2 separate regions of the Rattus norvegicus genome follow, and region 1 is linked to region 2. The links are chromatin contacts, called in public Hi-C maps. All regions are on one chromosome and are shown on one strand. The core of a region is the stretch at or near the end of the contact, and the rest is flanking DNA. Distances in the headings are between cores, read along the strand shown. Region 1 overlaps Smg6 (SMG6 nonsense mediated mRNA decay factor). Region 2 overlaps Smg6 (SMG6 nonsense mediated mRNA decay factor).

Region 1 (5,979 bases), core at 1,808-4,307, 61 kb after region 2:
TAGTATTTTTCAGCATTCATGCCCACAGCTCTTCTCTGGTAGAAGGAAACACTAGTGGGTAGAGCATGGACACCTTGGCTGCTGCTGGGGAATGAGGAGGGGAGTTTGTCTGGGTTGGCTGCCAGGCATGTATATCTCCTAGACTCATGGGTGACCCACAGAGGGAAGGCTGCAGCAGAGATTTCTGGTCAGTAGTTACTGAACTCTCTGTGTGGGCTGTGTAGTCTTGACTCTTCGCCTACTTTCCTTCTAAATTGTTTCCTTGTACCTCACCCCAAGAGGCACCCCTGGACTCCTGCTTTCTCTGGTTCCTCCCTAGCTTTAGCTTTGTAACTGTGTGGACAGTGCTCCCAGCATCAGACAGCTCACATACTTCCTGTGAGCCTTCCTAGGTTTCCAAAATGTGTTCCAGACTGGAAGTCTCATGAGCAGGGTTGAACCCTGAGTTGGGCAGCTGGAGCCTCACAAAAGAACTAACAGACCTGCTGGCCAGGGGCAGCTGTTTCCCAGCAGTGATCCCTGAAGAGTTAGCCTGTACAGTCTCAAATTTTTAGGCTATTAATCTGTAATTCGGGTGAGGCAATTTGCAATTTGGGGGGAAAATAGCTAGGAAACTTTCTAAGTATCTACACCACTGCTTCTGATGTGTGAAGGGCCCCTGAGGAGTCTTTTCTTCTTACAGGGACAGGGAAGCAGACATCTGCCCCCAGAGCTCGAGTCTTTCTGGGTCACCTTAGCCCACATCCATAGGCCCCTTAGCTCTGATCCACCTATCCTGGCCCATCAGGTTGTTAATCCTTCTATAGCTCTTCTCCCTTCATCTTTCCCTCCTCTCCTCCTCCTCCTCATCTTCTTCTTCCTCCTCTTCCTCTTCTTCCTCCTCCTCCTCCTCCTCCTCTTCTTCCCTTTAGCTTTTGTTTGACTCTAGAAATGCAGAGTTTATACAGGAAATACTGGGCTTCATTTGCTTGAGGTGCTGAGCCTGTTTCTCCTCTGGATGTTGGAGCAAATGATCTATTGCTGGCTCTATGTGCCCATCTTTGGACAAGGGCTCAATTTGTAGCTGGTCACGTGGTCTAAGCAAACGCCAGTAGAACTAGAAGGGGTTGGGACACATGAATCCTGCTTGCTTCATTTTTTCAGACTAAAAAAAAAACCAAATTTGACCCATTACTATATCGAATTTGCTTTCCCAGTAAACAAGTTTTTGTAGCCTAAGATGTTCACAGGTGTGAATCCAGGTAGGAGATATGTCATACAGTCAGGATTTAGGTTCCCTTGTTCTTGTGTTCTCCCTTCCTCGACTTCCCCTCCCTTCCCTCGCCTCCCCCTCATCATGATCAGCAGCTGACTATCTCCGGAATGCAAGTTTAAGTGTCAAGCAGCAGTTGCTGTCCTTGGGGCTGACCCCAAGGCATGGTCATATAAGGACTAAGTTCACCAGAGCAAACCTGGTGTGACTAACACTAGGGGTGGCTCCATTTTCTAGCTTTAAGATCTAAGCATTAGAAAGGTGGATTTAGAGTTTTACTTTTCCTCTTTTCTAGTTTTTTCCTATAACTGGCTACTTGGGTACTCCCAGTAAATACCATGCTTGAGATCATTGGTAAGCTTTGGTGGCTCTGTCCCTTTCAAACTTGTGTCTTATAGTCAACCATCCAATCTATGGACACCTTTGGTTATTGAGACAAGGTTTTACTCTATAACCTAGGCTGACCTGGAACTCACTTTGTAGTCCAGGCCGGCTTCAGATTTGTGGCAATCCTGCCTAACCTTGAAGTAGTGGTATTACAGGTGTGAGTCACCAGCCATGCCATAGGGAGGCCATAGGGAATGACATAACCTAACCAGTCCTATAGAGGTCAAAACCATAACACCCCTGACACTAGAAAGATCCTTCTTACAGATCTTCATTTTGAAGGATTTAGGAATGCTCTCCAGGGAGTAAGAAGGAAATGGCTTCCACTTATTGCCGGCCCCTTTGTGTGCTTTCATTAGTCTTTGCCTGCATTTCTTCTTTGCAAAGACAGATTTCTCTGATCTTAAGATAAGGTGGCTAGATAATATACTTTTCTCTTGTATTTCCTCTAGGACCCTTCTTCATCTCTACCCCTTCTTTTGTGTTTTCTCTCCTTGGATGGTTAGAGAGTCATAGCACACAATCCTTCACTGTCGTGAGGGATTCCAAAGTTCATCATTAGTTTTCTTGGTTCTCCCCTCTTTGCCTGTGTTTCTATCCTTTCTAGGCAGATCTACTGTTCTTAGGCAGGCACACATGAAGCACTTGGGCTGAAGGTGACCTCATTGCTCTCGAAGGGCTGATAAGGTAAGGCTTGCAGAGATACTTGCTCCTCCCCAGTGGCATTTAGTGGGTCTGGAGTCAGCATGTAGGTAAGGAGATGTCACTTGGCTCTGTTAGGAGATTTGGTAGAATGGCTTCGTGTCCCAGGAGATTTTTGGTGCAAGGGTATTGTAGTGGGCTGTGGCAAGTGGCTTCCTTGTCCACTGTAAAAGGCAGTATAGAAGGGTTTGGTCATTTCAGAACAGACGTCAGCGTTTGGAGGGACCACCTACATGACTATCAACTAGCACAGTTTCTTAGCTCTTCTACACCAGGGCTTTTTTTGAAGCAGGAAAAGCAAGCAGCTGCTTTCTACTTCACCAAGTGGCCATGAGGAAAGGTGTTAATGTTAGCCGATGAAGAAAAGCTGAACAGCAGTCTTCCGTGAACCCAGACACAGGAACTCCTTGTATCCCAGGACCTTGGGCAGAGCCAGGGCAGTGGGACAACCTACCTCATTTCACAGTCTCTGCCGAAGCCAAATCTTCCCTCATCTTGATCTCTGGTTCTCAGTAAGTGAAAGAGTCAGGGGACTCTGAGAACATCCAAACCAGCCCAGCTGTGGCAGTTGGTTTATTGCTTTCAGCTGGTACTTGAACCCAGGTCCTGGTCTTGGAGGCTTTCCCAGGTTTAATCCCCAGAGCTTTCTCTGCAGCTGTATGACACTGTGCTGACCCCGAATGAGGATAGGAAAATAGAACCAGTGCCAAGCCAGAGTCTCTTTTTCATTTGGAGTCTGGCTGTCTGCCCATGACCAGGGTTACATAATGGGAAACATAGCTGGGGCTCTGGAGAGCCCGCGTTTCACCAGGCTGCCCAGACCTTCGCATTCTGACGCTATATATCTTCCTAATTGTAGCTCGGATGCATTTATCACACTGTTGGATTGGAGTACTGTTTTTTTTTTTTTTTTTTTTTTTTTTAATCTAGAAATTCCTGGACTTGCTGCTTTTCCATTGCTTGTCCTATATAGTCTGAAGATCATTCTTGAAAAAACTTCTAGGGAGCCTTCCAAGGCTCCCTCATCAGAGAGAAAAGGGGCGTGTCCTCAGGGAGCTCACATATGTTGGCCTTGTAGATGAGATAGGAATTCTTGACTTAAAGAAACAGCTAGTTCATGCACCCTCATAGGCAACTTTGAACGAGAACTAATCCCAAATCTAATCAGCAGCCTTTCAAGGACGCTTAATACGTCTTCCCAAAGAGCATTTTAGGAGGTCACCAAGTAATAGTCCATCAGCACTTCCCTGAAGGAAGTGCTAGTGACTGTGGGAAGCCCCTGTGCTACCCTGGCTCCCCACCCAGTCTCCCTGGCTCCAGTTTGGGGCGTCAGCACTGCAGCCTGGCACCAAGGGGTTCCTCTTCCTCCAAGTGCTGAGCGTGGGGCACACATGATCTCTCCCATGGCAAGAGCCTTTGTCTTCTCCCCACTCCTCCCACAGGATTCCTTGTGAAAGAAAGGGGTGTTGGTCTAAGGCTTTAGTCTGACCTTGCAGGGTACAACAGCTGACCCCAGGGAGAGACTTTCCAGCACTGGGCTAAGGTTATTTGGGTCCAGTATATGCTAAACTGAGAGGACGTGTTGGAGTGGTTACAGCTAAAAGTTTGGAGAGGCAGGAACCGTGAGAATCCGCACCAGGGAGGCCGCCAAGGGCTCCTCTGCTCAGGCCATGGAGATGTCAGAATCCCCTAGGGGCTGTTTTTCCCAAACCCAGTGCTGATGGGTTTAACACACCATAGTGATGTTACAGAGGCTATACCTACAAGAATGACTTGAGAGAACTGAAATAAAATAAGGCTATGACCTAGAGTGAGTTTGGGGAGATGACATAGGAGTAATACTTTGGTACCTGAGAAGTCCTACAAAGAGATTACAGTGATCTGTTCCTGACTGTAGGGCTCTTGCTACACTGCCTAGCAACATGGAAAAACTTACTGTCCTTGCTGTAGCACAGCTTCAGAGTCTGGTCTGCTCTGCTGGACAGAACTGATTTGGGGCTGAGCACTTTCTCAAAGGACCCAGTTGACTGGCTTTTATATGAATTATGGTTGTTAAAGGGATAATCTTCAAATAGGTTACCTAGTAGGCATCTCTTATTAGTAAAACAAGTTATCTTGTTGTGCTTGTCTTACCTCCTAGAATAGTGAGTGATCTCTTTGCTTTGTAGCAACATCTAAAACAAATTTTGTGGTTCCTGTATCTCAGTGAGAGAGATGCGTCTCCACCCTTATAGCCTACTACAGTTTCTAGCACTGAAGTTCCAGAACTTAGTAGCATCTTATGCCCAAATATTATTCTCGTAGCACCACTAGACTTACTAGGTTTAGATCATTTCTGCGACTAGCTGCTTATACCCTGCCATTTTTCTACCGTTGAGTAAGAAGTATTCCAGGGCAACCAGGGACTTATTGTTGTCTGTTGATCCAGAGAGTTGGGCTCCCAAAGGGAAATACATTTCTTAAAGCAGATGATGTATGTCTTTGAGCATTTGCTTGCCAGTTTTCTGCCTTTCCCGTGAGTTTGTGCTCAATGGACTTTTAGCTTCCTTGTACCTACTTTCTATACCACCTTAGCTGTTTCCAGATTTCTTCACCCCAGGAACCCAAAACCCAACTTGTTTCCCATCCGCACTACCTCTCTGATCTTCCACAGCTCTGAAACACAATGCAGGGCTTCTTCTCACTCAACTCTTTCCGGGTTTGTTCTGCAGCTGTGGAGTTTGAATGTTAGTGTTTAAACAAGCTGGTATTACACAGGAAATGGCCACCTCCACAGGCCCCTGCAGGCTTGTAACATGGGGTCATTGTACTTGATATTAATCACCAGTCAGCCTATTCCTCCAGTAAAAATATGAAGAAGTGTGTGAATGCTAATTCTTCCTTGGTCTTTCTAGAAAGACAGACTGAGCCCTGGTCAGACCATTCCAACCTGTTGCCCTTCCTTAGTCCAGTCTGTTGAAGCTGTGGCAGATAGCAGACCTGGTTCTCTTCCTGCATTTCAGACGAGATGATGGCTGTGGTATACCATGCCTCATATGTTCCACACCTCAATCTTGCAGGGCACATAATTGTATAGCATCACCTCTGAGAGAACTATAGAAACACAAAAAACTGTGGGCTCACCTGAGAACAAGCTTCTCAGTTCCCTGGACTGAAGAGCTTTCTAATGTTATTTGCAGAACTAACCCCAGCCTGAAGGGTTAATCTGATTCCCCAAGTCAATATCCTCCAAACAACCAGCCAAGAGTGTGTGTTGGTTCATTTCTGTGAAATGTGTTTCCCCAGTCACCTGGGCTGGCCTGGGCTGTATTGTATCGGCCAGCAGCTGCACTGCACTCAAACTGACAGCTACATTAAACCTTGGAATTCTGAGGCAATAAAAAGTAAATTAACTCTTTTTTTTTTTCCCTCTTGCTGGTGGAGTAAGTGAATGCATGTCTGTAGTGAACCTTGGTACTGAGTGCATGCCTCTAACTAGTCATTGCTGGTCTGTCTCAGGCTAGGATCTGGCATTCAGACTACTGCCAGGGATCTGCTTTCCTGCTGTGTGGTGTGTTCTCTGAGGTTGGGCTAGTGGGTCACTTTGCAACTGCTGATTCCTGAACACTAATCTCACTCCTTCTGAGAGACTCCACTGC
Region 2 (5,292 bases), core at 87-2,586:
CTCACTATGTAATATCCCAGGCTAGCCTCAAATTCAACTATCCTCCTGCCTGGCCTTCTCATTGCTAACATTTCAGGCATATGCCATCATGTACAAGTCCGGGTTTTGCATTTGTGTGTGCTTGTACACAGACAGTGCACTCAAAATATATGTAAATTATATACCATCATTATGTTAGTTTTATTATAAATTTTTTGTAATATGTAGGTAAGGCATAAAGATATTTCTCAAAGAAAAATACATGAAACTACTTATAGTTTCAAACCAAAATCAGAAAGAATTTTGGTTACAAATTTTTTGAAACAGATTTGTATTCATTATTGAATCCTGGAAAGATGACTTTTTGTTTGTTGTGGGTTTTGTTTGTTTGTTTGTTTTGAGACAGGGTCTCTCTCTTATAGTCCTGGCTGTCCTGGAAAACACTACGTAGACCAAACTGGCCTTGAACTCAGAGATCTTCCTGCCTCTGGCAAGGTGATTTTTCCCATTTGTTGCTTAACAACACTTCATTTTGTCAGAGTAACTCTCCTCCACAGCCACCCAACAGATTCTCAGTTTCTGTTTTTAAGACAGGGTCTCTTCAGTAGCCTTGGCTGGGCTAGAACTTGCTCTGTAGTAAGACCAGCCTCAAACTCACAGAATGCTTCCTTGGTTCTGGGAATGAGTCATATTTTCTTATATTTGATGTATGGAACTAATCTACGTTCTTAACCATTGATTCTTTAATTATGTTGTGCTAATCAAAGGAAGGTTTTTGGGGAGTTGTTTTACGTTTCGGAAAAAAAGAATGTGAACATTTGACTTGTACTCGTTTGAGACTTTAGTCTGACCACGGAGTGTTAATGGATCTGTTTCAGTTCCTACCCCAGGGAAGAGGCTTCCTCAGACACATGTCCCATGTGACACTTCTGTCCTGTCATTCTGTGCTGGCGCTCTACTTCCTTTCAACACAGAGACACATGGCCCTGAAACTAGCCCAGCGTGGCTGCTTTTCTTACTGAGTGAACTCTGCTCTTCTTGTAATGAGAAGTACTAGCCCCCTCCCCACCTCCATTGAGAGAGTGCTGCACAGTGTCAGGATTTAAAATGAAACCTTTGTTATAGCCCATGGGGAAAAATGGATCCAATCCAGCCACAAACATCACTCCCTGCCATTCCTAGTCTATCAAGAGCTAAAGCAGCTCTGAAGTTTTTTAGAGGGAAACAGTTTTTGCTTTGTTTTGTTTTGCTTTGTTTTGATTTGGGGCAGGCACTTAAAATGGCATGGGGGTGCAGGAAGTAAACGCATGGCATGTTTTGTGCCAGTGAAAATGAGAACAGTTGAGCAGAGGCGGACTGGAGTAAACTGTGATTGACTCATAGCTGTGGAATGACTTCTGGGCACCAGAGGGTCAGCAGTACAAGTTGCCATCCAAAGGAAAGGTATGAAGATTGCCAAAAATTGATAAAGTCTGGGGTTTTCTTATCAGGGAAGGATGCTATTCAATGAAAAGACTAAGGTTGGGGCAAAACTCACACCACCTTTTTCCAGGATTTCAGAAGGATGATCTGCCTTGGCTTTCCAGAAGCTATTTATTAATCCAACCTAGAGCTGTTCCCCACTGCACCCCTCAGAGTACCACAAGCAATTTGATGGGGTGGGGGTGGGGGTGGAAAAGATACTTTGCTGACCACGAATTGTTCAGCATAGCCCTAAGGCTTGTGTGCCTGGTTTCTCTCTCTAGCACCAAGTTTGAGTTTGCTTTTTATTTCAGAGGATTTCAGCTGTGGTTTACTCCTTGTTGCCAAAGGAGCTCCAGGCATGCACCACTGTTTAGGATCCAGTGGCCACATTTGGCAAGCACTGGTTTGAATGACCTCTCCTTAGAAGCCCTAGGTCACTGGCTGGATTTCTGCCTCCCTACATTACAGGCTCTTCCTGTATTGGGAGTGGCAGTTGGCCAGGGCATTGTATTTCCACTGGACTGAAACATACAGACCTGATGAACAGAGGCTTGTGAGAGGGAGGATAGCAGCACAGGAAGGCTGGGAACAGACCCTTGGGAGCCCTAGGTTTGGGTTCCTTCAAGGGACAGTTTGGGACCTGAGGGTGGGAGTGAGTGTGATAGTGACTAAGAAGGCAGAGCAATGCTCTTGCCTTTTCCTCCTTTTTATTCTTAAATTTTAGACAAGCTATTGCTGTGTGTTCTTGTCTGACTTTGAACTTGAGATTCTCTTGCCTCAACTATTCAAGTGCTGGGTTTACAGGCATGGTCCACCATGTCTTGTTTCTGAGGTAATTCTTTAAAAAATCTTTTGGGCTGGAGAGATAGCTCAGTGGTTAAGGGCACTGACCGCTCTTCCAGAGGTCCTGAGTTCAATTCCCAGCAACCCATGGCAGCTTACAACCATCTGTAATGGGAACTGATGCCCTCTTCTGGTGTGTCTGAAGATAGTGACAGTGTACTCACATAAATAAATAAGTCTTTAAAAAAAAGAAAAGAATCTTTTGTGTGATTAGATCCTTTTCACAGGGCACAGTTTTCATAATGGAGACTTAGGGATGGTGTAGGTGTTAAGAGTTTAAAGGAAATAGGTTCACTGTTTAGAAAACCCATTTCAAACAGAAACTCTTGTCAGTTTGAATCTATTTAATATGTGAGGTTAAGAAATAGCCTGCCAAAATGTAATGACTTATAGCTGTTTATCCAGTAATTGAGTTGTTTCCGTCCCCAAACTTTGAGTACTTTGTTCTTTTTTTCTTCTATATGTGCAAAACTGTGGGGTAGGTAGCAAAGGAAATTCCTTGGTGTTAGTTGTGTGCTTGGGAGAGGGAAATTGTTCTTCTGAGTGCTTTTAAGGGTGTGCCTCAATAATGGGATCCCTGCATTTGTAGGATGGAGACATTCCCTGCAGTGGCTGAGAAGGTCCTTAAGGAGTTCCAAGTATTGCTGCAGCACAGCCCATCTCCTATTGGAAGCACTCGTATGCTGCAGCTCATGACCATCAACATGTTTGCTGTACATAATTCCCAGTTGAAAGGTAAGGGAAATCCAGTTCTTCCATCTAGACAGAGGTGATTTCATATCTTTTCTCTGCTACCTTATCACTAATCCCATCTCCACATACACAGACATACACAGAAAAACAGAAACACAGACATGCAGACAGATCTCTCTCTCTCTCTCTCTCACACACACACACACACACACACACACACACACACACACACACACACACTTCTCCCTTCTGCTGCTTCTTAGATCTTTATTTTAGTCTCTAAATTCTGCAAGACTCTGTAGTGCTTAGGAGAGGTTTATAAGTATAAAGTTTAATTTAAAAATCCAGAGATGCTGTTGCACATCTGGCTATGCTAATGGCAGCAGCAAGGCCTCTTAGAGGCTGCATACCCAGGACTTCTCCCAAGAGAGAGGCATTGCTGAAATGTTTCATTCCGGAGACCGTATGCTTGGCAGGGATTGGGAATTGCTGTTTCTGGACTTGTGTACCCTGTTTGTTCAATATGGAAAAGTCTAGTTCCCTGTGGGATATCCCTTATGGGACCCTGCCAGAGAGTAAGAACAGAGAATTGATGAGCTTTGGTGACTCAAATCTGGAAGCACAAAACCACCAGGCCCAGAATTTGGCCAGTGTACTGGTATGCATTCTGAAGTGTTTTTCTGAACACTTTTTTTGGTATGGGGCGGGGAGGCGAGGAGGGAAGGGCAGATTGGCAGGATTTTAAAATGTTCTGATGACCATGTCATATTTGAAGGATGTTACTAGGATTCCTCCCCCTCCCTCTACCTCACTTAGGTAAGGCTGCTATGGCTTGACTTGATAGAAATATACAGTATGAGTGACATTATTTTGTGTTTCTTTACAACATGTTGCCAAGGAGTCATTCCAGAGCATCAACAGAGCATGTTTGGTCAGATCCTTATCTGCAGTGCCAGGAAGTAGGAATTGCTCCATAGAGACTGTGTCATAAAGCAGATGTAAAGTCTCTGGACAGTGCCATTGGCTCTTTGTGTGTACCTTTTCTCAGAAATTTCTCCTCTCACCTGCAGTCTATCTGCTTCCCTGCCTGTCGCTATTAGGTTCTATGTTCAACTTGCTGCTGGTGGGGAACTTCCCTAATGTCTGAGCATGCTGCTCTTTCCCTACAAATAGGGATTCTCCTGGGACTTGAGAAGCTTCTTAGCTGGTCTGCCCGGGTTTTTAGTCACATCTTAATCCTGGAAGACATCTCCCCATGAGGTTGACTTATACAGCATCCAGAATGCTCAGCAGTGGGCAAGACCCAGAGACGTAGGAACCTTCACAGTTTGGCCAGTTTTTGCCAAGGTGGCTGTTTGAGTGGGGTTGCAAGAAGGCTGGGAGCCTTAAGGGACAGCACTGGTTTCTAAGAAGAAGGAAATAAAAAAGTGTGTAAAGTACTGCCCTAGTGAGGCTGTGCAGTCCTAAAGGGAGGGAAATTTTGCTACTAAGAAGGAAGCTCTCGGGGTGTGGTGGCACACGCCTTTAATTTTGGTCTACTTATCGAGTTCCTGGCTAGCCAGAACTGCATAGTAACACTGTCTGCTCACTGGGCTCTATAAGCAGGGCCTCCAGTTGCCCCTGTGTTCATTTTCTGCTTTCCTACCCAAGCCACCACTGCCGTGTGAGCTAGAGAGTTGGGGCACATAGTTCAGCAACAAATGACCTATGATCTCTGTAGGCATGAATGTAAAGAACCTGTTTTCAATACCTTTGGGTGTGTGGAAAGGAATACCCTAGACTTTTCATAGACCACCAGTGAGTCTTTTTCTTGTAGCTGTTACATAAAGGTTAAGAAAATATGGGTGAAAGGAAGGTGAGGATAGAGAAGGACTCCTGTGTATTTGAGGCCAAGATACTTTTGTAGATCTTTTCTGTAGTTGGTCATAAGGTGGATCCTTTAGTCAGGAATGACAAGCAAAGGCCTATGGCCCTACTCCCTCTACTGCCCTTGCCCTGGCTCTCACCTCCATGAGGCAAGAGGAGCCTGAACTGAGGTGGTCACAGGCTCCAAGGGTGGTTCGGGGAAAACAGCCCAGGCCACAGGATATAACACTCAACTGGGACACAGAGCTCTGCGGACGTGCTGCCAAGTACCCGGTGTGCAGCTGAGGCAGCCATCCAGACCCCACTGTGTGGGCTGCCATTGGGATAGGGGTGAACAGAGCACTCAGCAGGGCTGGTTGGTGGGAAGATGCACTTTTCCATTTCCCAGCACATGAGTCATCTTCTCTGGGCCCCTGTGCTGTGCTTGCACGGACAGTGGCAAGAAGG

What was found. A called contact is a pair of places that touch in the nucleus more often than the background predicts.
Region 1: a contact with region 2 is called in a Hi-C map of liver, with 2.5 times the contacts expected there. The contact joins two enhancer-like sites. A contact is called at or near these places in 4 of 12 Hi-C or Micro-C datasets (Schwann cells, kidney, liver and 1 more).

The regions. Positions count from the first base shown.
Region 1 is chr10:60,399,699-60,405,677 of GRCr8, forward strand. The region is part of intron 12 of Smg6 (SMG6 nonsense mediated mRNA decay factor); the gene reads left to right. Among named protein-coding and RNA genes, the nearest start is that of Hic1, 110 kb to the right of the region's middle. Within about 2 kb of position 3,058, at least 44 of the 93 cell types and tissues checked have an H3K27ac peak or open chromatin away from gene starts, as enhancers often do. A contact at or near this core is called in liver, where this site is marked.
Region 2 is chr10:60,340,860-60,346,151 of GRCr8, forward strand. Smg6 (SMG6 nonsense mediated mRNA decay factor) reads left to right here. Exons shown (of 19, transcript NM_001105808.1): 10 at 2,876-3,021. Among named protein-coding and RNA genes, the nearest start is that of Srr, 58 kb to the left of the region's middle. Within about 2 kb of position 1,337, at least 17 of the 93 cell types and tissues checked have an H3K27ac peak or open chromatin away from gene starts, as enhancers often do. A contact at or near this core is called in liver, where this site is marked.